Regions from separate parts of the Mus musculus genome. Here all the other regions are linked to region 1. Evidence: chromatin contacts called from public HiChIP or PLAC-seq and promoter capture Hi-C data. All regions are on one chromosome and are shown on one strand. Each heading gives the region's core, a stretch centred on a gene start, on an enhancer-like site or on the middle of the called end of the contact. The rest is flanking DNA. Distances are from core to core; before and after follow the strand shown.

Region 1 (4,853 bases), core at 1,458-3,957:
TGAGTCACCATGTGGTTACTGGGATTTGAACTCAGGACCTCGAAGAGCAGCTGGTGCTCTTAACCGCTGAGCCATCTCTCCAGCCCCAATTCTGTTGTTTAAGCCATCTAGTCTATGGTATCTCATTACGGCAGCCTGAGCCAACTACGGTAATATTACAATGAACGACATTCTATACATGTCCCTGAATTACAAAGGCATGAAGGCAACTCTAGGAAAACCCGATTCACGAGGCAAGAATTAAAAACCCAAGCTTCAGGCTGGAGCCATGGCTCAGTGGTTAAGAAAGCTTGCTGCCCATATAGAGGAGCCAAGTTCAGTTCCCAGTGTGGGACCCCGACTTAGAGCGTTTCTCCCTGGAAGGTAAAGCCCCTAAATGTTCCCCAAGCTTGTTTTCCCTGATCTCTAAAAACACAGCCAGAAAGAAGCTCTTTGTTCTCTATAGCCAGCAAAAAGCCTTTTTGTTTCTATACTTTACAACCAGAGATGCCTGCCTTCCTGTGCGGAGGACTCGGGAGATAAAAATTCAGAAAGAACTCACTCCCCACTCCTGCCTTGTAAATTTCACCAAGGACACCCGGAAGAGAAGAACTCCTCCCAACTCCTCCCAACTCCTCCCAACTCCTCAGCTAGTTGTTAAAAGCCCCCTGCTGTCCGCTCCGGTGCCCTGCACAGCGTTGGGACTTCGTCCTCAGCTAGCTGATGATAAAACCTCTTGCGGTTTGCCTCGGGTGTGGTTTTCTCTCGGTCACTGGGGTGCTGGCCAGCTCATCCCGGGACTTGAGCGGAGGTCCAGCATGGGGGTCTTACACCAGTGCTCGTATCACACAGCTCACAAGTGCGTGCAACTACTGCCCCCTCCAAAGTCACCGACACAGACATCCGTGGGGACAGGGTAGGTGGGGACAGCCTGGAGAGACAGCTTAGTGGTTAAGAGCGCACAGGACTCTTCCTGAGGACCCGAGTTCGATTCCCAGCACCATATCAGGTGGCTTACCACTACCTGTAACCCCAGCTTCAGGGAGGGTCTCTCACACCTCTGACCTCCGTGGGCACCTGTACTCCTGTACATATCACACACACACAATGATATCATTAAAATAATTTAAAAAACCTAAATATACACAAATTGCCAGTGTATAGCATGCAACTATTTGTAAATAGGAAAAAGATGCATTTGTGTGTGTGTGTGTGTGTGTGTGTTAATTACAGGCAAAGCCAGGAGTATATCTCACAGACTATATGTTTACATTTCAGAACACATCGATTTATTACCTATTCCGAAAATGTTCTTTTTTTTGGTTTGGTTTTTTTGTTTGTTTGTTTGTTTGTTTGTTTGTTTTTGTTGTTCTCGAGACAGGGTTTCTCTGTATAGCTCTGGCTGTCCTGGAACTCACTTTGTAGACCAGGCTGACCTCAAACTCAGAAATCTGCCTGCCTCTGCCTCCCGAGTGCTGGGATTAAAGGCGTGCGACACCACGCCCGGCTCCAAAAATGTTAAGAGGAAAAAAATGTGAAAGTTTGTTACCCTCAAAAAATTACTTCAGCCAGGCAATGGTGGCCTTTAATCTCAGCACTTGGGAAGCAGAAGCAGGTGGCTCTCTGAGCTCAGGGACAGCCAGGACTACACAGAGAAACGCTGTCCCCGGGGAAGAAAATGACTTCGGTTGTAAGATGACTTTAAGAATCCTCAATTTTTCAGTCGGGTGTGGTTGCACACGCTGATCGTAGCACTAGGGAAGCAAAGAGGTGGATCTCTGAGCTCAAGGCCAGCCAGCTCTACACAGTGAGTTCCAGAATAGCCAGTTACATAACAGAAAAAAAACCCTGGCTCAAAACAAAACAAAAACCAAGAATCTCCAATTTTTCATCAGCAAAAAATGGTTAACAGCTGCTCTTTAGACTGCTAATCATACTATTTAAATCTCAGATCTCCACCTGTTCCATTCAATCTGCTTTAATAGTCTCAAATCAACAGCAATCTTTCTAAACTCCAAAAGTCACATTTCTCTTGAAACTACTTATGGGGACATATCATGTTCTGCCTAGGTAATTGGACTGATACTAGCATATAGCTGGACCAAACAAGGTAATATTACTTAAAACCCTAAACACAACGGCCAGCATAAGATGCTAAACAAGCAATTGTCTAACACTTGTTGGTAATAAGCGAACTGGGGGAACCTGGATTACTCAACCCTCTTTCACTAGTGAAAAAAAAAAAGATTAATGACACAGCCAACGCATATTAAACGCCCAATTAGTCTCCAGCACCCCAGGGATGCTCATTTAATGTTGGGCCAGATCCCCGATCTGATCTGCATTTTCCATGTTGCTGGTTCTGGCAAACTGGGTAGACCGCACCCTGTAGGTGACCAGTCGTGGAGCCCTTCCCAGCATGCCACAGGACGCCTGAGGCGCCAGTTCAAAGGCCTCACGCTGCCAGTCGCCCCGAATCCCGTCCTCCCTTTATGCCGACCCCCTCCCTTCAGGCGTCCCCCAAAGCCCGCGTATCGCCTCAATATTGGCGTCCCACCTGCATCTTCCGCCTCTTCAGCGCCGCCGCGTCCAACCACACACCACACGCCTCCTCCTCGGGCCCTCTATGCCTCATGGCGGCCGCGCACCGCGCACCACTGCAGCCGGCGTTAGCGCCAACCCGCGTTCAGATCTCCCGCCACTGCAGGAGGCAGGGCTCTGCCCGGCCGTAATGACGTAAGCCCCGCCCCTAACCACGCCCAGTGCGCTAAGGAAGCCGGGCGGTTCCCGGGAGCTCTTCCTGCTTTGCTCTTCATTCCTGTGTGGACTCTGCACCCTCTGCATGTGTAGGTCACTACCAAGTTTGGTTTGGCAGGACTGCACTTTTTTTCAGAAATATATATATGAATACATATTATAATATGTAATATGTATCCACATATATAATATGTACTCATATAATTTGTGACTATACTATATAAGTATTATAGAATACATGATAAAATAAAATACATGCATATACTCTATAAGTGAGTGTATATTAATATATTGTGTTGATATATTTATGTAAATATATTTATGCATAATTTTTAAGAATTATGTTGGGGGGTGTCTGTAGGCATGCGCGCATGAGCATAGGTGTAAATGGAGGACAGAAGAGTAGGATTCCGAGGATGGAGCTAGAGTATAGGCTCTTCTGAGTCACCATATAGGAGCTAGGAATCAAATCAGGGTCCTCTGCAAGAGCAACCAGTGCTCTTAACCGCTGAGCCATCTCTCCAGTCTCAGACTGCACAGTTTTACTCCAGAGCCTCCCCTCCTGGAGCAGTGGAGCCAGGTTCTAGACCCCACTCTAAACCCTTTTGTCCCTGGCTGACCCAGTGGTTGGTTACCCGACACTAGGGGTTGCCACTAATTGGCATGTAAGAGTAACTGAGCCAATACATGGAAGATCTTTGAAAACATGAAATAAAAAATCGAATCAAGGAATTGGGTGGTGGAACCACAGGCCTTTAATCCCAGCAGAGGCAGGTGGATTTCTGTGAGTTACAAAACAAACCTGGTGTACAGAGCAAGTTCCAGGACAGAGAAACACTGTTTCAAAAAAAAAAACAAAAGAAACAAAATTGGAATCCAGGGATGAGGCTGTAACTTCATTTGTTAGAGTGCTTGTCTAGCAGGCATGGGAGGCTTAAATGCAAACACTTGAGAGACAGAGGCAGGCAGATCTCTGTCAGTTCAAAGCAGAACTAAAAGAAAGTTTGTAATTATTATTTAGAGTTACAGGAGATTGTGAGCCACCCAATATGTGTGCTGGAAATCAAACTCAGATCTCCTGGAAGGGCAGGACACACTCTTAACCAGTGAGCCCTCTCTCCAGCCCTGGGTGAATATTTCTTGTAACTTTTCGTATGTCTGGTTTTATATAAATTTTATATATGAATTTCATATGTATTACACGAAAACCCTTAGAATATATTATAAGTGGCGGGACATGTCCTATCTGTTTCCTTATTCATCTGCAGTTCTGGGGACTGAATGAAGTGTCTCATGCAAGGCTCTTCATGAGCAGTTCCCAGTCCTTTCTTTACTTCCAGACAGAATCTCTCTGTTTCCCAGGCTGGCAATCTGGCCGATCTTTAATCCCTCAAAATGCCAGATAGGAATATAATTACACACATGCGCACACACACACACACACACACACACACACACACTGCATTCCCAACAACAGTTCTGTGAGACCCCAACTTAAAGTGTTTCTCCCTGGAAGGTAAAGCCCCTAAATGTTCCCCAAGCTTGTTTTCCCTGATCTCTAAAAACACAGCCAGAAAGAAGCTCTTTGTTCTCTATAGCCAGCAAAAAGCCTTTTTGTTTCTATACTTTACAACCAGAGATGCCTGCCTTCCTGTGCGGAGGACTCGGGAGATAAAAATTCAGAAAGAACTCACTCCCCACTCCTGCCTTGTAAATTTCACCAAGGACACCTGGAAGAGAACTCTCTTCCCAACTCCTCCCAACTCTTCCCAACTCCTCCCAACTCCTCAGCTAGCTGTTAAAAGCCCTCTACTGTCACTGCTCTGGGTGGAACTCCCCTGCCCTTCTAGGTGCCAGGGGTTCGTCCTCAGCTAGCTGATAATAAAACCTCTTGCAATTTGCATCAGGTGGGTTATCTCTTGGGACGTTGGGGTGTTGGCCAGCTCATCCCGGGACTTGAGCAGAGGCCCAGCTCCGGGGGTCTTACAGTTCTACCCTTTGGTAAAAATGTACCATGAACCCCTACGGCTCCACATGCACCCCTTCAGCACCTGCAGCTTCATGCAAAAAAGCAAACAAGAAAAACCCAAAAAAACACAAAAATCCCACCTCCTGTG
Region 2 (4,853 bases), core at 1,460-3,959, 420 kb before region 1:
TCTAATGCACTCTAGGCTAGCCTCAGCATCATGGTCTAATGCACTCTAGGCTAGCCTCAGCATCAATCTCCCTCTGTAGTCAAGGACTCCATAAACTGTCCAAGCACAGAAATGGCAGCTGCAAGCCACCAGAGTCCATTAGTCTAAGGAAAATGTAAGTTAGATATCACATAGGCCACACACTGGTGACATCTGGTCCAGGAAGGCAAGCTCCCAGCTCCAGGCGCATGGGCTGTGGACAGCCTCTCTGTAAGTCAACATTTAAGCACAATAATTTACTATTAACTCTTTCTGAACAGAAATATTTGTGGGACTGGAGTTTTTGCTTAGCATGTGAATACTGGCTGTGAATGTTGGACTATGTGTGTGTGCTGTGTATATTCACATGTGTATGGACACACGTGTGCAGGTGTGCATGCATGTGAAGGCTAAGGACTGATGTTGGGCGTATCCTCAATTGATCTCTACCTTAAATATTGAGGCAAGGATGGCCACTTGAACTCAGAACTCAGTGTTTGCTAGTCAGCCTCATTACTCTGCTTGCTCCAGAGATCCTGTCTCTGCCTCCACAGTGCTGGGATAAAAGGCAGGCCACCACACCCACCCAGTATTTATTTATGTGTTCTAGGTGTCCGGACTCTGGCCTTTAGGATTTCTGCAGCAGGTGCTTGGTCCATGATCCCCAGCACGCAGAACAGTGGTGCTCAACCTGTGGGTCGTGACAAGGGTCACATATACGATACCCTACATACCAGATATTTACAGCAGCAAAACTACAGTTATGAAGCAGCAACAAAATAAATTTATTGTTGTGTGTCACCAGAGCATAAAGAAAGCTGAGAACCACTGTTTACATTGTAAATGTTCAGAGATGCACTGTCTCATTTGTTTGTTTTGTTTTATATTCTTGGAGGCTCAAAGGCCATGTTTTAGAAAAGGAAAAAAAATAGTTCTTTTGAGCCAGCAAGATGGCTCAATGGGTAAGGGTGACTGCTACATAGCCAGATGACATCAATCCCTGGAAAGGCCACATTATGGAAAGAGAAAACTGACTTACTCCTGTTGTCCTGTCATCTACATACACTCCATGACACTTGAGCACACATACATACAAAGCCACAAATACATTTTCTTATTTCTGTGTGTGCATGCGCATGCCTTAGCCTTGTGTGGAGCTCTGTGGACAACCCTGTGAAGACGGAAGTCAGTTCTCTCCCTCCTTCCACTTCTCCCTGAGTTTCAGGGGTCAAACTCAGGTGGCCAGGCTTGTACAAGGGCCTCTAACACTGAGTCATCTTGCCAGCCCAAGAAACACTTTATTCAAGACAGGGGCTGGACTGGGCACTTTAATCCCAGCACTTGGTAGTAGGCAGAGGCAGGAGGATTTCTGAGTTTGAGGCCAGCCTGGTCTGGTCTACAGAGTGAGTTCCAGGACAGCCAGGACTATACAGAGAAAAACCCTGTCTCAAAAAAAAAAGACAGGAGCTGGAGAGATAGCTCAGCAGGTAAGAGCACTGACTGCTCTTCCAAAGGTCCCAAGTTCAAATCCCAGCAACCATATGGTGGCTCACAACCACCTGTAATGGGATCTCACACTGTCTTCTAGTATGTCTGAAGACAGCTACAGAGTAATTTTTGTAATAAATAAATCTTTGGGCCGGAGAGAGCAGGGGTGACCAGAGCAAGCAGAGGTCCTAAATTCAATCCCCAAATACCACATAAAGGCTCACAACCATCTGTACAGCTACAGTGTACTCACATACATAAAATAAATAAATCTTTAAAAAAAAAAGAGATCAAGACAAAAACAAGTCAAGCAGGCTGAAAATCTTGGCAGGTGCTAGAAGGGAGACAGTAAGAAGATATAGCATGCCTTTTGAATTATAGTCCAAGAAAACAAGCAGGTTCAGAAAAAGGGTCAGATGACCAAGCAGTCACATAAAGAAGTGAGAGGGAGCTAGCTTCTGGGAAAGAATGCTAATGTTGAGAGTGACTCGCCAGCCATGCTTACGATTTGAGTAGACATCCAAACAAGAGATGGGAAATAAGTTATACTTTTTTGAGTCTGAACTCGGAGAAAAGGGAAAGTGTGTGCTCGCTGTTTTTAAGGTGAGAAAGGTCTGATTACTATTTCTAACCAATTATTTCCCTAGATGAAAAACGAAGAATCATGGAACAAGAGGAAAAACCTAAGGTACACCCGGTAATGTGGGTGTGGCCGGGTGGAGCAGGCGGGTGGGGCTTTTGACGTGTGTCAAAGCGATCTCAACCCGAGTCCAGACCCACCGGCGGGCGGAGATCTGGTCCCGGGGACGCCGGGTCCGGAGATCTGGTGCGTGGTGCGCCTTCCTCCTCCTGCTCCTCCAGCCCTACTGCCAGCCTGGCCCGCAGCCCCGCCACTCACCCGCTTCAGATGCAGCTCACGGAACTTGCGTAGTCTCTGCTCCCGCTTCTGCGCCGCCAGCTCCTCGGCCGCCAAGGGCCTGGCTTCCGCGCCATCCGCGGGGACCTGCGATCATAACCGGCTTCAGGCTCGGCGTCTGCCAGGGGCCACGGCCCAGGCCTGGGCCCGGCACCCTGGTCTCCCCGGGAGCCGCACCCGGATCCCACCCATGTCCTCAGCCCCGGCGTCTCCCGGACTGACACCTACGCGAAGCCGGTGATACTCACCACAACTTCAGTCACAGCCGCCATTACAGCCTTCTCTCTACTTCCGTCAACAACGCTGAGCACTTCCGGCGGCCTCTGGCCCGCGGCCCAGACTCAAGCCTTCCCGATGGCGTCAGTTTCTTCCGGCCTCTCACGCTCCTTTTAGTGGGAGGGACTGACGCGTGGTATGGCTATGCGCAGGCGCAAACGGGGCGGGGCGGGGGCGGGGCCCGGGAGGGACGACAAGGATGAGGAAGTGCTCCGAACCTGTCACCACATAGAATGGGACGCCTGGTTGGGGACTGCGTATCCTGTCACCAGCTCTAAAGAACCTTGTCTCTCTTGAATTTAATCCGCATTAAGTCCCTTCCATAGAGTAGATAATTTGCTGATGTTACTAACTGTAGAAGAGCAGGGCGGGCCCCATATCGTTCACTCTCACATTCCAGCACCAGAGCAACTACTAAGGTCACTAAGATAATTCGGGAATAAGACAGGGATATATGAAACGTGTACCTTTCAAAATCGACGACTAATTAATTTTAGAAATGAAAAAGCCATCCCACGTGTAAAAATAGCTGGGTACAAATCGGCTGTGGTGGCATTCTCCTAGCGTCTCAGCCGGTGGAGGCAGGAGAATATCAAGTATGAGGCTTGCCAAGGCTACACAGTGACTTCTAGGCTAGCCAGTGCTATAAGACATGGGATATCTAAAAGCTTAAGCACTGGCAAGAAAAAAATGTAAACTGTGGGCAATTCTCTTTTGAGTCCCCCTCCCCTGTAGGAAGCTACTTCTCAAGCTTAATAAAACTTGGCTTGCGCCTGGCAGTGGTGGCACACACCTTTAATCCCAGCACTTGGGAGGCAGAGGCAGGCGGATTTCTGAGTTCGAGGCCAGCCTGGTCTACAAAGTGAGTTTCAGGGCAGCCAGCCAGGGCTACACAGAGAAACCCTGTCTCGAAAAACCAAAAAAAAGAAAGAAAAAGAAAGGAAGGAAGGAAGGAAGAAAGAAAGGAAGGAAAAGAAAAGAAAAATCCTGTCTCTGGATTAAAAGAAATGAGTGAGTTACTTGGCTGGAAGAAGTGAGGCAGGTGAGTTGAGTCTAACTAGCACACAAAATCCCCACAAATCAAATGGAAGGCAATACATACCTCTAAATGAGGAAGTTACAGCCGGCCTATTTCTTTTTTTATGTATGGGGTTTTAGCCTGCATCCATATATGCACCACCTGCATGCCTGGTGCCGACGGAGGTCAGACTAGAGTTATGGTGGTCCTGAGCCACCATGTGGGTTCTGGGATGGAAACATCTTTCCACTACAGCCAGTGCTCTTACCTACTGAGCCATCTCTCCAGTCTGTGCATTTCAGTGTAGCAGCCAGGCTTTGAATCTACTGGGACTAGTTTCAGGCAGTTGATAAAATGTGTGCCAGGAACCAAACTCGGTGCCTCTTACAAGAGCAGCCCACACTCAACCACTGAGCCATCTCCATCCTGTGATTATCTTCTCATGTCAGAGATGTTTCATTTCTATAATTGCAATTTTATATGTAAACTAGCATATACTCAATATGCCTTGACAAATCTGTCACCACCTTCAGTTGCTGTCACTGTCGTCCTCTGAATCACTTTTAATATGTCTTTGTTTCTTGAGTCTCCCTATACTGTCTGCCCGTCCTGGAACTCACTGAAGACCATCCTGGTCTTGAATTCAGAGATCCTACTGCCTCTCGTGGGATGAAATACCTGTGCCCTCATTAGCCTCAGCTAATCTTCATTTTCTGATCCTGACTGCTACCTCCAGAGTTCTGGGATAACAGACCTGCACTACCACATATGTTCTATACCTTGCTGGATATTTACCAACTAGGCTACATCTCCAGCTCCTCATTCCTCCTTTAAAAAACAAAATCTCACCAGGCATGGTGGCGCACACCTTTAATCCCAGCACTTGGGAGGCAGAGGCAGGCGGATTTCTGAGTTCAAGGCCAGCCTGGTCTACAGAGTGGGTTCCAGGACAGCCAGGGCTACACAGAGAAACCCTGACTCGAAAATCAAAAAAAAAAAAAAAAAAAATTCCAAGTATGGTGCCCCACACCCTTAATCCCAGAACCTGAGGGGTTAGAGGCAAGCCTGGACATCCAAGGCTATATGAAATAGACTGATTCACTGCTACCTTAAAGAACGGCCAAAGAAAGGGATGTG
Region 3 (4,853 bases), core at 1,089-3,588, 400 kb before region 1:
AGCCAATGGGTAGCCAAGAGGAACTGAAAGTGGTGTCTGCATATTCCAAAGAGGATTTTAACTGCTTGTCTCAAGAATGCCAGTCAAACAGAGATAGGCAGTAAGTGGCTATTTAGCAGGGCTATTTAGCCCAGAATAATCTCGCCCTGGACCTGCCAGTCAGACTTGCCAGTCAGGCTTGTAGGATGTTTGACCTAAGTACAGGTCTCTTTTGGATAGCTTCCTTCATAGTCTCATGGAGTACCATGCACAGGGGCTGAACCCACTCATATAGATTGGTCTGTATAACAGAATAAAAAATGTCCCCCATCGTCTTGGATATTTGGATATTTGGTTCCCAGATGGCGGCGTGGTTTGGGGAGGCGTAGGTGGTACAGCTGAAGGAAGTATGTGACTAGGGGTAGGACATGAGATTATAAATCCTTGCCCCATTCCAAGTCTCCAGCCCTACCTCATGCTTGGGGTTGAAGATGTAAGCCCCTAGCTTCCTGCTCAAAGCACTGTGCCGGTCACCTGCTGTCACATCCCTGGCCCCATGATGGATTCCTCCCTCCAGAACTATATTCCAAATAACCTCCTATAAGTTGCTTTGAGTGAGGTATTTTATCACAAAAACAGCAACGTAACTAATACAGCCAGTAAAGAAGTAGAGACAACGCAAAGAAGAAGGAGCTTTGGCTGTTTGTCCCTGTGGACCGTGGCCTGCCCTTCACCTCCACTGCCCCGGTGGCTTCAATAGTCCTGCATCTTGACTTAGGAGCTTCACCCAACCCTGAGCTCTACCCAGACAGGACCCAATAGCTCCAGCAGACCTCCAGCAAGATTTCATTGCAGAACTTAGCTTCGTAGAAGCTTTACTAAGAGCAGTTAAAAAATATGAATAGACATTTAAAAGTTTTCATTAAGATCTGCATTTGGGTTTGGTGGTGGTGGTGGTGGTAGTGTGGGCCTTTAATCCTGGCCCTTGAGAAGCAGAGGCAGGCAGATCTCTGAGATCAAGGCCAGCCAGCCTGGCCTAGAGAACAAATTTCAGGAAAACTAAGGCTACACAGAGAAACCATGTTGGGAAAAAACAAAAACAAAAGCAAAAGACCTGGAGAGATGGCTCAGAGGTCAGAGGTAGAATGTCAACTTAGCATGGGGAGGTCCAGAATAGCAACTAAAGAAATAAATGCCTACATGCACACACATGTGCACACACGCGCGCTCACACACACACACACACACACACACACACACACACAGGGCTGGGGGAGCACTGCCTGACCTTGAGACATTAACCAGTCTTTAGCCAGTCACAATAAACCTTTAATCTCTAGGGCTAAGAAATGTGTCCATTTAAAAATAGGTCCTGGAGTTGCTGGAAAGATGACGCGATGATTCAGAGTGCAGGCTGTTCTCTCGACGACCCAGGTTCAGTTCTCTACACCCACACGGTAGCTCACAACAGCTGTAATTCCAGTTCCAGGCACCTCTTCTGGCCTCTGCCAGCACAGTGCACAGTGGCGCACAGATGTGCATGCAAGCAAAATACTCATCATGTAAAACATGTAAAAGTTAAATAGGTTATGGGTCTAGAACCTGGACTGAGTGGTAGAGCCCTGGGTTCAGGCACAGTCGGGGGGGCGGGGGAGGAGGGAAGGGGGGTTGTGTGGAGGGGGTATTGTATAGTTTCAAATACTAATCAGCTAATTCCCCCTCTCAACAAAAGCTACATAGATTTCATGCTGGGGACCGGAGAGATGATCCCTCCTGCAAGGCAGTGAGCCACCCAACCACCTTCTGTGCCACAGGCTCCTGACTACCTGCCACCCACGTGAACATGAGATGACAGCAGGGCCATGCCAGCCCTCTTAAAGTCACCATCGGGCCGGAAAAATGGCTCAGCAGGTAAAGCAGGTACTTGCTGCTAAGTCAAATAACCTGAGTTTGATTCCTGGGACCCATATGACGAAAGGAAAAGAAGGACCACTCTTGGAGGGTGGGTGATCTGTCTGATCTCTACACAATGACAAGAAGAATACATTTTAAAAAGTGTAACAACAACAACAAAACCAAACAGTACAGGTGGACTGTTGCCTCCCTTCCTTGGTCCCATCCCAGAAGACAGGCTCCACTCTAGCATTTCTCACAGTGACAAGGGAGTCCGGGTAACCCACAGACTTGTCGGCGCGGTGGGCGTGGCCCATAGGCTGCACCCCAGGGATCCGCCCTTCGCTCTCGATCCGCATGCGCACTGACTCGGGGGCGGACCGGCACATCGACATCCGGGAGTCTGATTGCCTGTGGCTGTTTTGTTTTCTTGCAGAACTGGAGTAAACCGAGGCTACCAAACGCGCCGCGACTCCCAACTCCGGACTTGGACGTGAGTGCGGACGGGAGGGCGGAGCAGCGGGCCGGGCTCGAACTCGCGGCAGTGGCCGTGCCCCAGCTCCTGGACGCCGCCGCCGCCGGGGCTGAGATCCCGCGACCTGCGGGGCCGCTTCCTGTGGCGGGGACTCTTCCCCAGAACTGTGGAGCTGGGCACGCTCATCCGACGGTGGCGCGTCGGGGTTCGGCCCACGCGTAACCGCGCCCTGTTCCTCCAGTCTGCAGGGCGGGTCTGCCTTTGAAAATGTCAAAGAATTGTGCAACGAAAAATGGACTCGGGTGGGCCATTGGGGGAACCGACAATTACACATAGTGGGTTGCTTTTCTTTCCAATCATTAGATAAAAACGAGTGTATTTTCAGACCCGAACTCATCACAAAAGTCTATCAGTTTTTCCCTTTAGCTTGTTTAGAGGCGGCTAAAACTGAAATCGCCTTCCTTAGGGAGTCATGTGAGATCTGGGGTGTTCACTGTGAGCGAGTTGTATTTAATTCAGGTTTTATCTGTGAAATTAAGATGAGTTACGTTTCTCCGGCTGGGTCTGCACAGCTGAACTTGAAGGAGGAGGGTTTTATGGGATTTAAGACAATTTCGGCTGACCGTGGTAATTTGACTGCACGTTCTTTATTTAAGTCTGAATTCGTTTCAGGCCTGCCCTTTTTTGTGGGGAATGTACAAACAGCATCAGTAGCAGAGTTAGGGATAGTAAGATGAGTGCCCTTTACAAAGTAATGACATCCGAAGGCAGGCTTGGTGAAGGGACAAATAGTGGAGAAAAAACGAAATAGAAATAAAGCCCGAAGTTGAGCCGTTCTCTTCTTAATCTGGGCATGAAAGACACAGATGTAGGATAAAATGTGCAGATTCCTAGAGGAAGTATTTTCCATCCAAGTTTACATTTTTACCTTAAAACCAAAGTCTATCATGTCCTTATTATTAAAATCAAATAGGAACCTTTAGTAGGGAGCTTAAGGTTTAGAAAGCAGCTGTGGAGGGCTAAGCATCATTGCCCTCACTTAAAGAACTAGTGGACTTGAAATAATAAAATGTGACATCTTTGAGGAGATGTCATTTTTGTGACAGTACATTTTTGTTTAAGGTTAAGGTAATCACCTTCATTCATATTATGTAAATATGCTAAGACCATCCTGATTTTGTTTTGTTTTCTTGTCTTAATTTGTATTTATTTATGAGTGCTGTGCTGCCTGTACATCCGCAGGCCAGAAGAGGGCGCCAGATCCCCCTATAGATGGTTATGAACCACCATGTGGTTGCTGGGACCTCTGAAAGAGCAGTCAGTGCTCTTAACTGCAGAGCCATGTCATCAGCCCCTTGTTTAGTCTTTTTAGGACAGACTGGCCTGAAACTCACTGTGTAGCTCTGGCTGGCCCTCTGACTGAGCCCAGTCCTCCTGTCTCAGCCCGCCAAATGCTAGGATTGCAGGCTGAGGCAGCCACCACCCCAGTCCCAGCTAAAACCAAGTTTTACATTAAACGTAGACTCCATCCCTAGTACCTCACTCCCCACCAAAGCAGCATCAGACATCCTGAAGAAATCAGTAGAGCTGGAATAAAGCGCATCTGTAACTTGTGTTAGGTTATCATCCAGCTGTTATTTTGCAGAAACACAGCCAGCTTTGAAACAAGAAAACCGAAGGACCTTGTTTAACTGTGATGGTTTTGGTTTAGTGACCTGAAAAGATGTCTGGATTTCTAGAAGGCTCGAGGTGCTCTGAGTGCATGGACTGGGGGGAGAAGCGGAACACGATCGCCTCCATCGCTGCTGGCGTTCTAGTAAGTCCTTGTGACACCTTAGCTCTCCATGTGTTTATCTGTGGCTGTATAGACGGTTTAGGTTATGTGATGTTTTCTTTTTCTTCTTCTTTTTTTTTTAAAGATTTATTTATCTATTTTATGTATACGAGTACACTGCAGCTGTACAGATGGTTGTGAGCCTTCATGTAGTTGTTGGGAATTGAATTTTAGGACCTCTGCTCGCTCCGCCCTGGCCCAAAGATTTATTTATTATTATAAATAAACACACTGGAGTTGTCTTCAGACACACCAGAAGAGGGCATCAGATCTCATTATGGGTGGTTGTGAGCCACCATGTAGTTCCTGGGATTTGAACTCAAGGCCTTTGGAAGAGCAGTTGGTGCTCTTACCTGCTGAGCCATCTCTCCAACCCCCTCCCTGCCTCCCCCTCCCATCTGTAATGTTTTCAAATGTGTCCTTTTAAAAAATAATCAACCACCAAACTTACTTTACTCAGTGATGTTTGACTTGTGAGGTTGTTAATAGTGTTAATAGTTGTCATAATAAAACATTTTGTATGCACTTACTTTTTCTATGGGTTATGCCTCCTTGACTTGGTAAGCGCAGAAGGCTTAAAGGGTTGAAGAAGGCCAGGTGTGATGTGTACCTTCGATCCCAGCTCTCAGGAGGCCAAGGCAGGTGGATCTCTGTGAGTTTGAGGCCAACCTG
Region 4 (4,853 bases), core at 618-3,117, 340 kb before region 1:
GAGAGAGAGAGAGAGAGAGAGAGAGAGAGAAATATGATCCTGGTGTATAGACCAAGTTACAGGTCAGCCAAGGCAAAGCAAGAAACCTTGTCTCAAACCAACCAACCAACTCAAAAGGATTGCTTGCTTGAGTGGCTCACAAGAGGAGAGTAAGTTCCCATGCTAAGACTCTGGGTACCATCAACACTGGGTTTCCCTTCCAGGTACCAGGGAAATCTTTGAAGGCACTGATGGGAACTTAAGAGCTTTGGAGTGATGTTGACTAAGATGGGTGACCACTGGCCAGGAGAGGTGCCTGTGGTCCCAGGGCAAATCAAGATGGCATCGAGTTACTGGACATATAAAAAAGTAAAAGTGTGCTAGATGACTGGGGACTCTAGTTACTGAGGGGGTGAGGTGGCAATGCCACTTGCTAGGGCATTCTGCAACCTCTTAAAGAAATCTTTATAAAAGGTTGTAACAACACGTAAAACGAAGACTCTGATATGAAACCAAATGTCTACTATGTGCTCGATTCTATTTTATAGAAATAATAACAACTAAGCAAGAAAATTGTGTAAGACATACACTAAAATGCTTCTGCCAGTAGTCAGGAGCCACCAGTGATTTGCTTCCTATGGCTACTTTCCCACACTTCCCCGGTTTTGCTATTTATTTATTTATTTATTTATTTATTATTTGTTTGTTTATATAAATTGTTGGTACATGTTACAGCCTTGGCGGTCTTCACTTCGTAGACCAAGCTGGCCTCGAGCTCAGCGATCCACATGCCTCTGCAGTGCTGGGATCAAAGTGGTGCGCCACCAACAACGCCCGGTAGTCTTTGCCGCTTAAAAACCAAAACCAAACTTATTTAGGAACTGTGTTTGTGTGGGCGTGCGTGTGGGAGGTCAGGCGGCAACTTGTAGGAGTTCCTTCTATCCGCCCACCACGTGGATTCCCGGGTTCGAACTCGGTCCTCAGACTTGGCAGCAAACGCGTTTCCCCGCTGAGCATCTCACTTGTCTTTTTGCCGTTCCGCCCTCACCGGTAAGCTACAGAGCTAGTGGGCGGAAAGAGCAAACGACCGCCTCACGCAGCCTCTGAGGCCGGGGAGGAGCCCGCGGAACCCTCAGCCTGCGCAAACCTGCGGACGTGGAGCCCGGCCACGCCGCCGCACACGCCCCCGGCAGCCCCGCGCGGCGTCGCGCGCACCCGAGGGGCCGCCCCTCTCTGGTGACGCGAACCAGGGGCGGACCCGCACAGGCCCCGCCCCACCACCTCCGATTGGTCGGCGCGCTGTCACCACGTCGCGGGAAGCTGGCAGGGTGTGTGTGAGTGTGTGTGTATGTGTGTGTGGTTTGCTTTGTCATTCGTGGCCCGGCTGACGCGGCCGGTATGGCTGCGTGCTCGGCTGCCCGCAGAAGGGGCCGCGGCGGCGCTCCCGGGACGCCCTCTTACATAAGGACGCGGCTGACTGAAGCACATGTCAGCGCAAGGTCCCCACACGCAGCGCACCACGCCGTTCGGTTCTCACACGCCAGGCGGGAGCCCGCGGCGCCGCGCCACACGGTGTACGCCGACGTGGGCCTCCCCACGGCGAGACGCAGCCCAATAACCGCGAAGCGTACCTTCGCAACAAGGCATAATATAGGATGTTATATTTATAGGGCCTATTTATAAGCCTCTATTTAACTCTTTTCTGATAGGCCCGGCCACGCGTCTAGGCCTTATCCTGATTGGTGTGTCCTTCTGTCCTTCAAAAAGGCGGGCTTAAGGGTCCGTGTTGCCTCAGCGGGCACCGGGATTGGCCGTGCGCGGCGCGGCGGCGCCTTCGATTGGCTATGCGGGCCGTCCGTCGCGGCAAAGGAGGCGGGGCGGGCGGCTGGCTGGTGCGGGGCGGGCGGGCCCCGGAATTGTCATTTCTTTGTTTCCGAAGGCGGAGGAGGCTCGGCGCCCCCCTCCTGGCCCCCTCCCCCCCGGTGCTGGCTCCATGTCTGTGTGACCGGCCGCAGGGGTAGGATTCAGGCCCGACGCGGGGCGGGCGGGCGACGGCGGCTGAGGTGAGAGGCGGCGGCGGCGGCGCGGCTCGGGCACCGGCCCCCCAGCGGGAGGATGAAGCGGCGGAACGCCGACTGCAGTAAGCTCCGCCGCCCCCTGAAGCGGAACCGGATCACCGAGGGTATCTACGGCAGGTGAGCGGCGGTGCCGGGCGTGGGCCAGCGGGTCCCGGGCGCCGCTCGGAAGGGGCCCGGCCCCGTTATGTAACCCCCCGACTAGGCCGCATGCCCGCGCCGGGGGCTCTCCTGAGGCGCGCCGCCCGCGGAGCGCCGGGCCAGCCAGCCAGCCGAGGGTCCGCCCCGGGCCACGGGGTGTGGCGAGGGCCAGGCGGAGGGCGCGGCGGGCGCGGGCGGGAGCCACGGGGCCGCCGTTGGCGGTGGTGTGTCGGGGGGAGGGGCGGCACCCCCGCGGCCCGGAGCCCAGAAGCCCGGGGGTCCCCAGCAGGCTGTGCGCTCGGTCCCCTACCGAGCCCGGGTCACGCTGGGCTCGGGGGTTGGCTGCCCGAGGCTCGTGGACGCGTGCGGCCGGGCGAGCGAGCCGCCAAAGTTAGGAGCTGCCAGGGGCGCGGGACCCTCGGGCTCGGGGCGGGGCCACGCCGGCTACTCTTCTGCGCTCTGCTGCCTCACGGGGTCCCCACCTTGGCTCGGAGCGCCCAAGGCTGATACCCCCAGATCGTGCCGGTGACACCGCTCCAGACCGCGGCTTTTCTCAGTTCCTCAGCAAACATTCTGACAATTGCAAGCAGATATTTTGCAGGGATTCTCGCCCAACTCAGGTTTGGGGATTTTTTTTTTTTTTTTAAATCCTCTGTTCATGAAGGAAAGTGGTGTCCCTTTAAATAGAAATTGAATCCACTTCTCCTGGACAGAAGGACAACAGGTTCATGGGGCATTTCGGTGACTGTCACAGCTTCCCCAAGCCCAATTTGTGTGCGGAGGTTATTTTCTGGAAATGCCTATTTCCGAGGCGAAGTAATTAGTTTACGACAGAGAGTGCTCAGCATGCGGTTGAAGGCTTTACTTGAGTCCTCTTGGCGCCTTACGGTTTAGGTCTTGCTGTGAATCTTGGAGAAAAATACAGGCGGTAGCTGATGACATCCAAGTTGTAGCATAGCTGTACACCTTACACATGCGGTTGTTTACACGTGTGAAGTGGCTGCCCTCCACAGGCAGGTGACTTACCTAACCATGAAGGGGGATTCTTCAAGTTTAAAAGGAGTAAGAAGTCAAAATCCTAGGCTAGATGATACGTAAGGAGCCACGGATCGCATCCATTCATTCAACAAACGTGAATACTATTTGCTCAACAGTGTTGGAGTCAGTCAGGACACAGCTGTTAGCAAAACCGATGAACATGGTTGTTGAATCAGATGTGACAATAAGTAAAACTGAAAAAGCAAACCCAAAATTTTCTGGCAGATTGAATGGGTGGAGGCAAGCCTGCGTACTATAAATTCTTGAATGAAGGAAGGCTTTTTTCCTTAGCCATTGAAAACATTAGAAGAACTTCCCATTAATAGCAGCGCAAGAATAGAAAATAGAAAAAGTGTGTTAAAGTTGGCAGGTTAGGACCCTGTGGTATTTGAATTTCTATTCACAGTCACAGAAGATGAGCCCCCTCATGACAAGATTGGAAACAGCTGTGTTGTTTGCCTGATTTCTGGTGTATTTTAGCTTTTTTCCTATTTAAACAAACACCTGGTTTATGACTTGTAACTCAGCAGCGGAGCAGTTGACATGGAGTTCCTCTTTTAATGAAGATCTATTGTTATACTAATGGGCCTTACTTAGCCTTTGAATTTCCTTACCCTAAAGGTTAATAGTAAAAACACTACGTCCATCATTCAGTTTCATGTGTAAAACTTCAAAAACCTAATTGGTGCTTCAGCTCTGTCTGCTCTCAGCTCTGTTGGGCTTTCTTTGTTAAATGTCAGTAAAGGAACATAAATATATGTCTACCTGTCTTTTTTGTTTGAGGCAGAGTATTTCAGTTCCCATCTCTGTTTCTTTGTGTTATGGAGTACCGCAATGGGAAAATCATACGGTGTTTTATCCCCTTTCCGTTTTTAAGGACTGTGTTGGAAAACTTCCAATATTTGTTAAGAAAATGGAATGAGTGGGCTAGTTATAAATTAGGACATTTGAGGATTCATGGATATCAAATGTCTGTTGATCATCAAATTAAAGTCTGTATTCAATTCTGTTTCATGCCATCTATTGCCTGTTTTGTTTCTGAACATCTGGCCAATTTCATCTCATTAAAAAGGAGCCCTCTTCCCAAGGGCTGTGTTGACAATTTTGATATCCACTGTCTAGTCTTCTGTTTCATAGCCTAACCTTCCATGGCGTACTGTGTTCACGCTTCTCTTGTGCCTTGGCATGTGTGAGGGAGCTGCTAAGATGAAAAGCACTGGACTGCAGCCTACCAGAGACCTGGGCCAGACTCAAAGTCCCAGCCCTGATGCTTTGGACGAGTAGAACATCCACTACTTTGAAGCTCACTTCTCCCACCCGTTAAATGACCTTTGAAGATATATAAATATACATGTGCATATACAAACACAGTTTGTTGTGGAACTCCTTATAAATTCCAATGCTTTATTCAGACATTTTTTTTACCATATTATTGCTATTATAGCCTATTCTTTAAGGAGGCATGAAAGGCCATTAGATTTGACCCAATCAAAAGCCAAAGTTGACTAATAATAACACGGGACCACTTGCTGCTCAGTGCTGCTTTAAAGCAATGAATCTCAACCTTCCTAAGCTGAGACCCTTCAATACAGTCCCTCATGTTGTGGTGACCCCCAACCG
Region 5 (4,853 bases), core at 1,321-3,820, 310 kb before region 1:
TTTTGTTTTGAGACAGGCTCACAGTGTAGCCCAGACTGGCCTGGAACTTACTCTGTACACCACACTAGCCTCAAACTTAGGGAGATCTACCTGCCTCTCCTTCCCAAGTGCTGGGATTAAAAGTGTGAAGCCCCATACCCAACATGATGTAATTTGGGCACACATGGCTTTCTTCTTGAAGAATTTAGAAAGTCAGCAGCTCCATGTTTCCTTACATGACCAGCTGCGTAAAAGCCTCTAGAGTACTTACTCTGTCTAATACTTACCTTTTCATTAGCTTTATTATAAATCAAAACACCACAGACCAAGATTTAGTGTGTGGTGTCCCTCTATATTCTTTAAGGAAAATTAATGTGTTCACCCTTTGTGTTTGTCTTAGTTTGAGTTTTATTTCTATGCAGAGACACCATGACCAAGGCACCTCTTATACAGGAAAGCATTTGATTGTGACTGACTTAAAGTTGCAAAGGTTTAGTTCATTATTGTCGTGGCTGGAGGCATGGCAGTTTGCAGACATGGTGATCTGTAGGCATCAGGAGACAGAATACCACACTGGGTATAGCTTGAGTATATATGACCTCAAAGCCTACCTCCAGAGTGATACACTTCCTTCATCAAGGCCACATCTACTCCAACAAGGCCACACCTCCTAATAGTGTCACTCTCTAAGGCCAGGCATTTAAACACATGATTCTGTGGGGACCATGCCTATTGGAGGCTCCGCAGTGTGTGACAGGAGATGGAGCAGATATATAAGATGTTTTTTAGTACAGTTTCACCTAGTAATCAGTCCATCAGGATGGTGTTTTATTTTGGACATTTGTGTCTGGTAAGCAATTGTCCTACCATGAGGTACAAGAGAGCTTCACTTTGGTATTTGCTGAGCTGTGCTTGATAGACTGTATTGGAACAGCTTCCAGTCAGTGTAGGTAGATCTCACATAGGAGCATGTAGCTATCTGTCAGGTACGTGGCATATACTGCCCTGACGGACCCATGCTGCCTGTGCTGTCAGTGTGGGTGATCTGGCAGGGGAGTGGAAATTGGTATGGGGGATTATCAGTATTTCTTCTGGGGTTGGGTCTTTCATTTATCTAAAACAAGTCCTATCTTGAGTTAAAGTACACAGGGACTACTCATGGAGTTAGATTCTTGATGAGGCTCTTCATTGGCTTTTTTCATATGTGCCTCCCTTCATAAGCACACACATTCATTTATCCTATCTCTTAAAGCTGAATCGAAGGCCACTAGTTATGGGTGTGTTTGTTGCGTCTAGAGTTATGACATTGGCCTGATCTGTTCTATTCTGATTACTGAGTAAGGACACTGAAGGACACAGTGTGAGAATCAGTGACACGATGTGTAAGAATTCCGTGAAACTTTAGGAACATAGTCTCTATTTCCAGTTGTTTTACCCGTCCCTGAGACACATTCACACAGCAGATTCAGCATCAGAATGGCTGGGGCCCAACACAAAGCATGAGCACATTAACCGTCCAGAGCACAAGGGCTTCTCCAGAAAGCACTATGACACACAGTGCTAGAGTGTGCCTTGAAGAATGGGTAGGATTTTCTGTTCCCATTGCACAGTTACAGGCAGGTGTCAGGAAACAGATCGGTAGCAGGGTTCATTAGGAAACTTGCCTCAGTTGCATGTCTGTATAACTTAGACATGGTTTTCAGATTCCCCTTTGCCACTAGAAGCAGGGTATGGTCTAGAAACATAGAGGAAAGTTGCAGAGCCAAGGGTCCTGACCCCCCTGGTCCAGGAGTCCAGCCAGCAGCCCAAAGAGACATGGTGGTGCACGACTCCTAGAGTGGCTGCAGAGCCAAGTTTTCTCTTGGTGAATTCTTATTAAGATCAGTTTGAGCTGGGCGTGGTGGCGCATGCCTTTAATCCCAGCAGAGGCAGGTGGATTTCTGAGTTCGAGGCCAGCCTGGTCTACAAAGTGAGTTACAGGACAGCCAGAGCTACACAGAGAAACCCTGTCTGGAAAAACCAAAATAAATAAATAAATAAAAGAAAGAAAGAAAGAAAAAGAAAGATCAGCTTGTTCCTCACAGATCTTTCTCTTGTCAAAACTCACTACCCTGTGCCTTAAGCATCCCCTCTGCTCACAGGCAGGCTTTATTTAAAAAAAAAAAAAAGGTACTTCACAGCACCATTAAACCTTTAAACTTCTGAGAAATCTTTGCCTTGGTCTGATTCCAGGCAATCACCAGAGAAATACAAACATTTAGATTCTGGGTCTCCCTAACTTCAGATATTTAAAATATCTGTCCAAGTGCAGGCTGGCACTTGAGAACTTGGGGGTGTTTTTCTTATCTCGCCTGCCTAAGGCTGTCATCTGCATTCAGTTCCTTCAGTCAGTTTGGAGATTCCCCTTATTAAAATGTAAATCTTTTCCTCTTGAATTTAAACAGCTATCAACTACATAGAGTTTGGCTTGGGGTTAGGATTAGGGAATAACTGAGATTAGGGGAAGAGATAGGACTAGAGTAGGTAAGAGGGCCCTTAGCTTTCAAATCCACTTCCTAGGTGCCCTGCAGCCTGACCTGAGGACCGTTGAGAGAGCTTCTGTAGGCGGGTCCCGTCTCTGAAGAGCTAGGTGAGTGCTTCAGAGCTTTGGGCTGGCTATCAGGTCATTGTGACCTGTAACTGGTTACAACTAGACAGAAGTACACAGAATTTATGCCAGTGCTGGTCCCACCAGCCAGCCCACAGGGGCTGGGCAAGCAGGAAGTACATTTGCTTCCTCGCTAAAATTGATGAGGTTGTAGCACTTGTAGGAAGAGTTCCTTAATCCCTCAGAAGCCCTGGTAGGGCAGAGCAGGCTTAGCTCTGAGAGATGGGAGTCCATGATGGTAGGGAAGTACTGTCCTCTACCCTTTGATCCGACTGGAATTTTGAAGGTTGTAACTATTACCTATATTTGTATCTTGTTTCTCTCTATGACTTGCTTCTAGTTTAGGTAGCTATTGGCAGTTAAATTGAGTGTTGTGCATACATTTGAAGATGTTGCGTTAACCTCTTAACACTATTTAATCAGAACTTCTTTCTTCTCATTAATACATTATACATGTGTATTTTACCTAGAGAAGTATTGACCTTCAGCTCCAAGGGGGTTAAGTGTACCATTAAGACAGGTAGTCATATCTGCTTACTAAATGTCCCTAGCACCTGACTGTCTCAGTTCAGTTCAGCTTGCTAATTCACATATTTCTCCTAAAATTTCCAGCATCCATCATTCTATTAAGCAGATACAACAATTGAGCCACGTCTTATAAAATTAGAAAATGGAGTGGCCAGGCATAATGATATACATCATCAATCCCAGTACTTGGGAGACAGAGGCAGGCAGGTCTCTGTGAGTTCAAGTGCAGCCAGGATTACATAATAAGACCCTAGCTAAAAAGAAGGGGAAGAGAGCCTGTGTAAGTAAATTATACAGTAAATGTCCTTATATACTCCCCGTGTGTGTGTGTGTGTGTGTGTGTGTGTGTGTGTGTGTGTGTGTGTGCGCGCACGCGCGCGCACATATATATCACATATATATAAGGTATGGCGTGTGAGGTAGAGGGCAACTTCTGGAAGTTGGTTCTCTCCTTTCATGGTGTGGGTTATAGAATGCACCTTCATCCACTGAGCAGTTGTTAGCACCATACAGTAGAGCACCGTGCAGTAGTTTAAGGAAAGTGTCTGAGTAGGTGAAGGTGCAGCTGATATTCAGGCTGTATGTGTGTTAACCCCCTTCATGATAAATGTATTACATGCATGGAAAGTGGGGAAAAGGCTCGTAGGGAAGAAGTACATCAGATGCAAGCCGAGTATGATTTGATTCAGCCTAAATGAGAGGAGTGTGAGTTGTTTACACTTTGAATTCTTTTGTTAGATTTTTTTTTTTTTAATGCTGAGTGCATTTCTTGTTTTTGTTTGTTTGCTTGTTTGTTTTTCGAGACAGGGTTTCTCTGTATAGCCCTGGCTGTCCTGGAACTCACTCTGTAGACCAGGCTGGCCTCGAACTCAGAAATCCGCCTGCCTCTGCCTCCCAAGTGCTGGGATTAAAGGTGTGCGCCACCACTGCCCGGCTGCATTTTATTCTTATAGTAAAAAGTTAAACCCAGTGAGAGGTTATAAATCATTTTACCACCTGTTTCAGTAAAAATTTGAACTATGTAGTAGGTCTTCAAAGTGACAGTTTCTTGCAGTAGCCCATGGAGATTGCTCACTGCGTTTTGACTTGTGCTTTTAAGTCGAGGTTTTGCTGCTCAGGCAGCTCAGACAGTCTTTAGTCTTTAGTAGAAGTTTCTTTGTCAGTATTTGAAATGCTTAGATTATGGATTTCTTAGGTCACTGAGACTTTCTCTTAGCGTACTCAACTAATGTCATTAGGTAGTGATCGTGAAGCCCAGGGTTTCTCAGGCAGGGACGCTGATCTTAACTATCACGCTTTGGAAAGCAGTAATTAAGAGTTGGTGGAGCTAATGACAGTAGTTAGGAAAAGACTGAAGCATTTTTGTCCTATTTTTTTATGAGAATAAATTGTTTTGTATTTTCAAAACAAACCATTTCTCTGGAGGTAGAAGTGGGTGGATCTCTGAGGCCAACCTGCTCTACAGTGCTTCATCGTAAGCCTCTGTCTTGGGGTGAAGGGGGGCGGGGGTGATGAGGTTTCCTGAGCTAGAAATGTAGCTCAGTGGGAGAGTCTAGTATTCAGGAAGCTCTGGATTCAAGCAGTTTCCTACTGCAATATGCCATATCCACACTAAAGTATACAGATCTTGAATGTGTACTTCTGAGCATGTACACACTAGAGTATATAGATCTTAGATGTATACTTCTGAAAAAGTATC
Region 6 (4,853 bases), core at 627-3,126, 270 kb after region 1:
AGAGGGTGAGAGCCACTCCCTACTGCCATAAACAGGAGCTCACTACTCTGCAGGCAAGGGATCCCACTTTTGCTTAACTTTGTCCACTAGAAAGCTGTATAAAGTGTAACGTACTTTTGTGTCTACTGCCGATATTGGCGTTGGAACGATCTTTTTCGTATGGCAGCTCCTGAGATCCTTGGAGTCAGCGACTGCTTCTCTCATGGCCCTAGCTCTCCTTCATTTTCTTGAACATCTCTGTCGCTGCGCTGTGCTGTTTGGAAGCCCACCTACAATTGTCTTCTTCCCCAGACTATTTAATGCTCTCTGTGCTCCCTACCTTGGCTGGCTGTCTGTCTGGCCTAGAAAATAAGGACAGTACCCACCTCCTCTGCCAAGTTCTCTTCAGATTCTCCACTCAGCGTCTGTAGCACTTTGGACTTGTAAGTTTTCCAGAAGGCTTGGTTCATGGCTGCAGGGGAAAAGGGTCCTGGCACTCAGGCACAGAAGGCTGGTAGCTCAGTGGGCACCAGTGGCTCTGGTCCCAGAAACTTGGAAGAACCAAGAGCCTGTCCCCGGGATCCGGTGACTTCATGAAAGATGCACCAGTCTCCCCAGCTGGCACAGTGCCAGGCAGGTAAACTTGATCCCACGGATTCTGAGGTTGGGGCAGGCTTGTGCCATTTCAGCCCCAAGTCTTGACCCAAATTGGCCAAAGTTAATAAAGTCAGCTTTTTGGAGAGTCCATTTTTCTGCCTGCAGTCGGGAATACTGATGGCGGCTCAATAGCTGTAGAAAAAGTTTTCCACTTGAGTGGAGTCTTGAGTCCAGGAGCCATACCTATGCATCCTGTGATCGCTGCCATTCTAGCTGGGTCCTCATCAGGGTCCCACCCTGTGTCTACCCAGTCCTCATAAGTTGGAGTTGGAAGATCCCAGACCTCCAGTCAGCACGCTGGGCTTCCATTTCACTTCGGGTCTGGCCTAGAAACCTGTTCTCCCCAGGGATGCACGTGCCTCACTCCCTGTTTCCTGGCAACTGGTTCCAAAGAGCCAGAATGCTTAATTATTGCTGAGGTCCTCTGCCCCCATATAGTGGAGCTGGCTCTGGCCAGCCTGAGAGGCACCAGGCCAAGATGAGCAGAGGCACCATTTCTTGGTCATTTCCCCCTTTCCTGCCAGCCCTCCCTGGGCATAAAGAAAGAAAGCAAAGGTGGGGGGCTTCTTCTAGGGACATTTCCTCTTGGGCTAGTGATGTGGTGCCCCACCCCAAACTCCTCTGTTAGACTGCCTGCCTGGATTATATGAAGCCCTGGACACCAACCCCAGTTCTGAAGAACCAAGCAAGCAAGCAGCCAACCAACCAACCAACAACAGACAAAAAGCTCTTTTTGTAAAAAGAGCTGAGCACTCTTCAAGGACAGACCCCTTAGGTGGTAGATTCTTTGTGAAACAATTTTCTGCTTTTTGCCCCAGGAATTTGCTTGAGAGTGGGGGAGGGAGAACAGAGGAGAGATGTAAAATGAAACGCCAGTGGGGGGTAGGTGAGGAGAACAAGGCTCTTTGTTAGAACCTAGGGGTATCTCTGGGTGACCCATCCATGATTCCACACTAATTCTCATTTATGAAGTAATTTATTCATGGCACAAGCAACAGTGCTTCCAGAGACGTTAAAAGCATCCCCTACCACTGAAATTCGGGGTGTGGAAACCGGCAAGTGAGGATGGGGCGGGCAGAATAGTGGGACCGGCTCCCCTCAAGCCCGCTCACGCCCCGCGAGAGCCCAGTCACTATCATCGACGACCATCTGGGGGCGCTCAAACGGCCAACCCGACCGTGACGTCATCAGAGGCAGTCTGTCCAATCCTGCTCCGCCCCCGGGCGGGCCTCTCGTGACGTCACTGGGCGGCCCGGAAGCGCCAACACGTGTGGGTCTTTTCCCTACTCCCTGTTTCTTGGTCTTGTGTGTGGGTGTCTCTCTGATCATGGGTCGCTCTCGGCGGACCGGCGCGCACCGAGCACATTCCTTAGCCCGCCAGATGAAGGCCAAGAAGCGGCGGCCGGACCTGGATGAGATTCATCGCGAGCTGAGGCCGCAGGGGCTCCCGCGGCCCAAGCCGGAGCCGGACGCGGAGCCCGACCCGGACCTGCCAGGGGGCGGCCTGCATCGCTGTCTGGCTTGCGCGTGAGTCCAGCCTGGGGAGGAGCAGGGTCTGAGGTACTAGCTAGGGGCAGCGAGGTCCGGGCCGCGAGCCGCTAGAAGGTTCTGTCTTGGGATCCCTGGGTCAACCCGCCACTTATCACTTCGGGTTCAGAATCCGATGTCTGGGAACGAGCTAGGGCCAGGGAGGTGTGAGAGACCTCACCCCTTCACTCTTTCCCTCACCCTACATTCCTGCAGGAGGTACTTCATCGATTCAGCCAACCTGAAGACCCATTTCCGATCCAAAGACCACAAGAAAAGGTATGGAGGGGTCAGTAGAGGACTGGCGGATGGGTGCCATGCAGGAAGGGTTTGCACTCGGTGAGCTCCGATCTCCAACTCTTCTTTTTCCCAGGCTGAAGCAGCTGAGTGTCGAACCCTACAGTCAGGAAGAAGCTGAGAGGGCAGCGGGCATGGGCTCGTATGTTCAACCCCAGCGGCTGGGCGTGCCCACAGAAGTGTCCACTGATATCCCTGAGATGGACACGTCCACCTGAGTGGCCTAAGGATGCAGGGCAGAGGAACTGCCCATGGGCAGTGGTTCATCAGCCAAGCTGAGAGTGTGTATTTTGGATTTCCGGTTTGCGGAGATGCTCTCTTCCGGGTGTTCTGCCCAAAATAAAGGACCTGGACAAGAGGGCACACCTCCGATACTAACTTCCCTTACCAGGGGTTTCTGGGCCAAGATGTCTACTCCCTACTAGGTCCAGCTTTGGAACGGGTATCCTCCCCCTGCTTCTTTGGATCTAGGCTGGAGTCTGGCTAGGTACAGCGTAAAACTTGGGAGTAGGATCTAGCGATGGCTGAGACTAATCCCCAAGGGGAAAAAAGTGGGATTCGGATATTGCAGCCCCCTCCCCTGAATCGCCTACCTCCAAGCCTGGGCGAGAGGCTACCCGCCTCATCACGGGGCCTGTGATGGTTGCCGCTGCTTCACCATCTTCCATACTGCATAGCAGGAGCCACCTAACCCGAGGACAGCCAACAATGTAGCCACAATCCCAACCAGGGGACTCCGGGGCTCTGCCTTCAGCTCCCCAGCCACCTGCATCTGGGAGAGCACAGAGGGTGCACGTGAAGGGTCAACTGAGGCTTCTAGGCAGGAAGAAGGGTATAAGATGGCGCAGCTGGGTAAAGAAGATGCAGGCGCCATTTCTGCCCCAGGGAGATTCCACCCCAATCCTTCTCGCCTCACTGCCCATCTGGGTCCCGGCTAGTCAGGCAGCAGGGAACGTGACAGCCTGACTGTTGGGGGTATCAGACGTGTCGTTGGGGGAAGTTGGGAGGAAGAGGTAGGTAGATTTCCTTACCTGTAGCACCCGGAAGTAGCCAGGAGTCAGGCGTCGAAATCTCATAGTGGGGGCACTGTCCTCCCTGTTGGCCTGTGAAATGGGAACAGAAATGAAGACTGGGTGTCGCCCAGGGTGCCAAGAAGTGGACACCAGAGCATAGGGGTCCCTGACCTATTTGCCTGGGCACTGTATGCTCAGAGGATGCTCACCGATGCCGGCTTACCCAAGTCTGGCAGGGGGCAGGGCGGCTGGATCTTTAAATCTGGTCCCTCCCCCCCTGCCTGCTGCTGCCTTGCCAGCCTTAGGAGCAGCTGTCAGGAGGGATCAGCATCAGGCCTGAATATCAGCTCCTCCCCCATTTACCAGAGAGGCCAGGCCAGGCATGTAGGCCAAGTCTTGGCTGACAGTGCCCAGGAGTCCCCGCATCCATCAGGTACTAGGCAGCCTCCCTCGGCCCTGGTCTGAACTGGATGTGAGCATTCAGCAAAAGAGGCCATACAACCTGTTAGCCACTTGACCATTGAGGTTCTGTAAATTCAACTACCTTGGTGGGAGGGTACACTTCATCTCCACCCCCCAACCAAAGATGGAGTTCTCACAAGAACATCTTTTGTGGGCTTGAGGGTGACAAAGGTTTGCTTGTGCCATTAAGCTGTCTATAATGTTATGTTAAAAAATTTTAACTACATTTATCAGTGTGCATGTATTTTGTTATCTCTTGCTTTTTCTTTTTTTGAGACAGGATTTTTCTACATAGCCTCCTGGCTGTCCTGAAACTCGCTATGTAGATCAGGCTGGTCTTGAACTCAACAGAGATCCACCTGCCTCTGCCTCAAGAGTGCTGAGATTGCCGGGCAGTGGTGGCGCACGCCTTTAATCCCAGCACTCGGGAGGCAGAGGCAGGCGGATTTATGAGTCTAAGACCAGCCTGGTCTACAGAGTGAGTTCCAGGACAGCCAGGGCTACACAGAGAAACCCTGTCTTGAAAAAACAAAACAAAATCCAAAAAACAAAAAGTGCTGAGATTAAAGGTATAGGCCAGCATGCCTAGCTTTTTGTTCTCTGTGAAAATGAAGGGGTGGGGGGAAGGACAGTTTTCAGAATAGTATGTGGAATATCTAAATAGAGAATAAGAACGCTCCAGTGCAGTGATGGGGAGGGCTCTAGTTCAGTGATAGAAAGTCTGTCTGTCCTTTGCAGGCTCTGCAAAAGATCCCCAGAACCACCAAAAAACAAAACAAACAAACAAACAAAAACCTAAGAAAGGAAAACTACGTAAAAAGTGTTGGCTGGGTATGATGGCACACTCTAATCCCAGCACTCAGGAGGCTGAGGAAGGCAAATCTCTTGAGTTCGAGGCCAGCCTGGTACACAGAGTGA

The links. HiChIP or PLAC-seq counts read pairs in DNA pulled down with a chosen protein or histone mark. Capture Hi-C pulls out chosen DNA fragments and counts their contacts.
Region 2: an H3K27ac HiChIP or PLAC-seq map of embryonic stem cells shows a contact between it and region 1, with 2.1 times the contacts expected there. The contact joins the promoter of Syf2 here to the promoter of Aunip in region 1. A contact is called at or near these places in 3 of 39 promoter capture datasets (embryonic stem cells and liver), 7 of 115 datasets of contacts at active chromatin or transcription factors (bone marrow-derived macrophages, craniofacial prominence, effector CD8 T cells and 3 more) and 2 of 9 other capture datasets (embryonic stem cells and pancreatic islet).
Region 3: a contact with region 1 is called in a promoter capture Hi-C map of pancreatic islet. The contact joins the promoter of Tmem50a here to the promoter of Aunip in region 1. A contact is called at or near these places in 1 of 39 promoter capture datasets (embryonic stem cells), 2 of 484 Hi-C or Micro-C datasets (B cells and granulocyte-monocyte progenitors), 14 of 115 datasets of contacts at active chromatin or transcription factors (the 230-238 cell line, the SCID.adh cell line, bone marrow-derived macrophages and 8 more) and 3 of 9 other capture datasets (adipose tissue, embryonic stem cells and pancreatic islet).
Region 4: an HNF4G HiChIP or PLAC-seq map of pancreatic cancer cells shows a contact between it and region 1. The contact joins the promoter of Maco1 here to the promoter of Aunip in region 1. A contact is called at or near these places in 3 of 39 promoter capture datasets (the HPC-7 cell line, neural stem cells and second pharyngeal arch cranial neural crest), 1 of 484 Hi-C or Micro-C datasets (bone marrow-derived macrophages), 11 of 115 datasets of contacts at active chromatin or transcription factors (embryonic forebrain, embryonic limb bud, embryonic stem cells and 7 more) and 1 of 9 other capture datasets (pancreatic islet).
Region 5: an H3K27ac HiChIP or PLAC-seq map of embryonic stem cells shows a contact between it and region 1, with 7 read pairs. The contact joins the enhancer-like site here to the promoter of Aunip in region 1. A contact is called at or near these places in 1 of 39 promoter capture datasets (cranial neural crest), 1 of 484 Hi-C or Micro-C datasets (bone marrow-derived macrophages), 10 of 115 datasets of contacts at active chromatin or transcription factors (T-cell acute lymphoblastic leukemia, bone marrow-derived macrophages, embryonic hindbrain and 5 more) and 3 of 9 other capture datasets (adipose tissue, liver and macrophages).
Region 6: a contact with region 1 is called in an H3K4me3 HiChIP or PLAC-seq map of embryonic stem cells, with 11 read pairs. The contact joins the promoter of Zfp593 here to the promoter of Aunip in region 1. A contact is called at or near these places in 1 of 39 promoter capture datasets (erythroid cells), 1 of 484 Hi-C or Micro-C datasets (B cells), 5 of 115 datasets of contacts at active chromatin or transcription factors (bone marrow-derived macrophages, embryonic stem cells and pancreatic cancer cells) and 3 of 9 other capture datasets (adipose tissue, liver and pancreatic islet).

Annotation. Positions count from the first base shown.
Region 1 is chr4:134,508,853-134,513,705 of GRCm38.p6, reverse strand. It overlaps Aunip (aurora kinase A and ninein interacting protein), which reads right to left and starts at 2,707. Exons shown (of 3, transcript NM_001081099.1): 1 at 2,537-2,707. The coding sequence starts at 2,614. Paqr7 (progestin and adipoQ receptor family member VII) reads right to left here. Exons shown (of 2, transcript NM_027995.3): 2 at 3,469-4,853.
Region 2 is chr4:134,928,836-134,933,688 of GRCm38.p6, reverse strand. It overlaps Syf2 (SYF2 homolog, RNA splicing factor (S. cerevisiae)), which reads right to left and starts at 2,709. Exons shown (of 7, transcript NM_026780.3): 1 at 2,671-2,709; 2 at 2,405-2,509. The coding sequence starts at 2,694.
Region 3 is chr4:134,912,401-134,917,253 of GRCm38.p6, reverse strand. It overlaps Tmem50a (transmembrane protein 50A), which reads left to right and starts at 2,338. Exons shown (of 7, transcript NM_027935.2): 1 at 2,338-2,365; 2 at 4,059-4,163. The coding sequence starts at 4,071.
Region 4 is chr4:134,850,359-134,855,211 of GRCm38.p6, reverse strand. It overlaps Maco1 (macoilin 1), which reads left to right and starts at 1,867. Exons shown (of 11, transcript NM_025382.6): 1 at 1,867-2,174. The coding sequence starts at 2,095.
Region 5 is chr4:134,815,703-134,820,555 of GRCm38.p6, reverse strand. The region is part of intron 6 of Maco1 (macoilin 1); the gene reads left to right. Among named protein-coding and RNA genes, the nearest start is that of Maco1, 35 kb to the left of the region's middle. Within about 2 kb of position 2,570, at least 6 of the 459 cell types and tissues checked have an H3K27ac peak or open chromatin away from gene starts, as enhancers often do. A contact at or near this core is called in embryonic stem cells, where this site is marked.
Region 6 is chr4:134,242,614-134,247,466 of GRCm38.p6, reverse strand. Zfp593 (zinc finger protein 593) reads left to right here and starts at 1,876. Exons shown (of 3, transcript NM_024215.2): 1 at 1,876-2,163; 2 at 2,380-2,442; 3 at 2,537-4,161. The coding sequence starts at 1,964. The coding sequence ends at 2,678. It overlaps E130218I03Rik (RIKEN cDNA E130218I03 gene), which reads right to left and starts at 3,704. Exons shown (of 5, transcript NR_040436.1): 1 at 3,645-3,704; 2 at 3,492-3,563; 3 at 3,054-3,232; 4 at 2,365-2,560; 5 at 1,594-2,044. Gm30191 (predicted gene, 30191) reads right to left here and starts at 519. Exons shown (of 4, transcript NM_001372229.1): 1 at 115-519. The coding sequence starts at 204.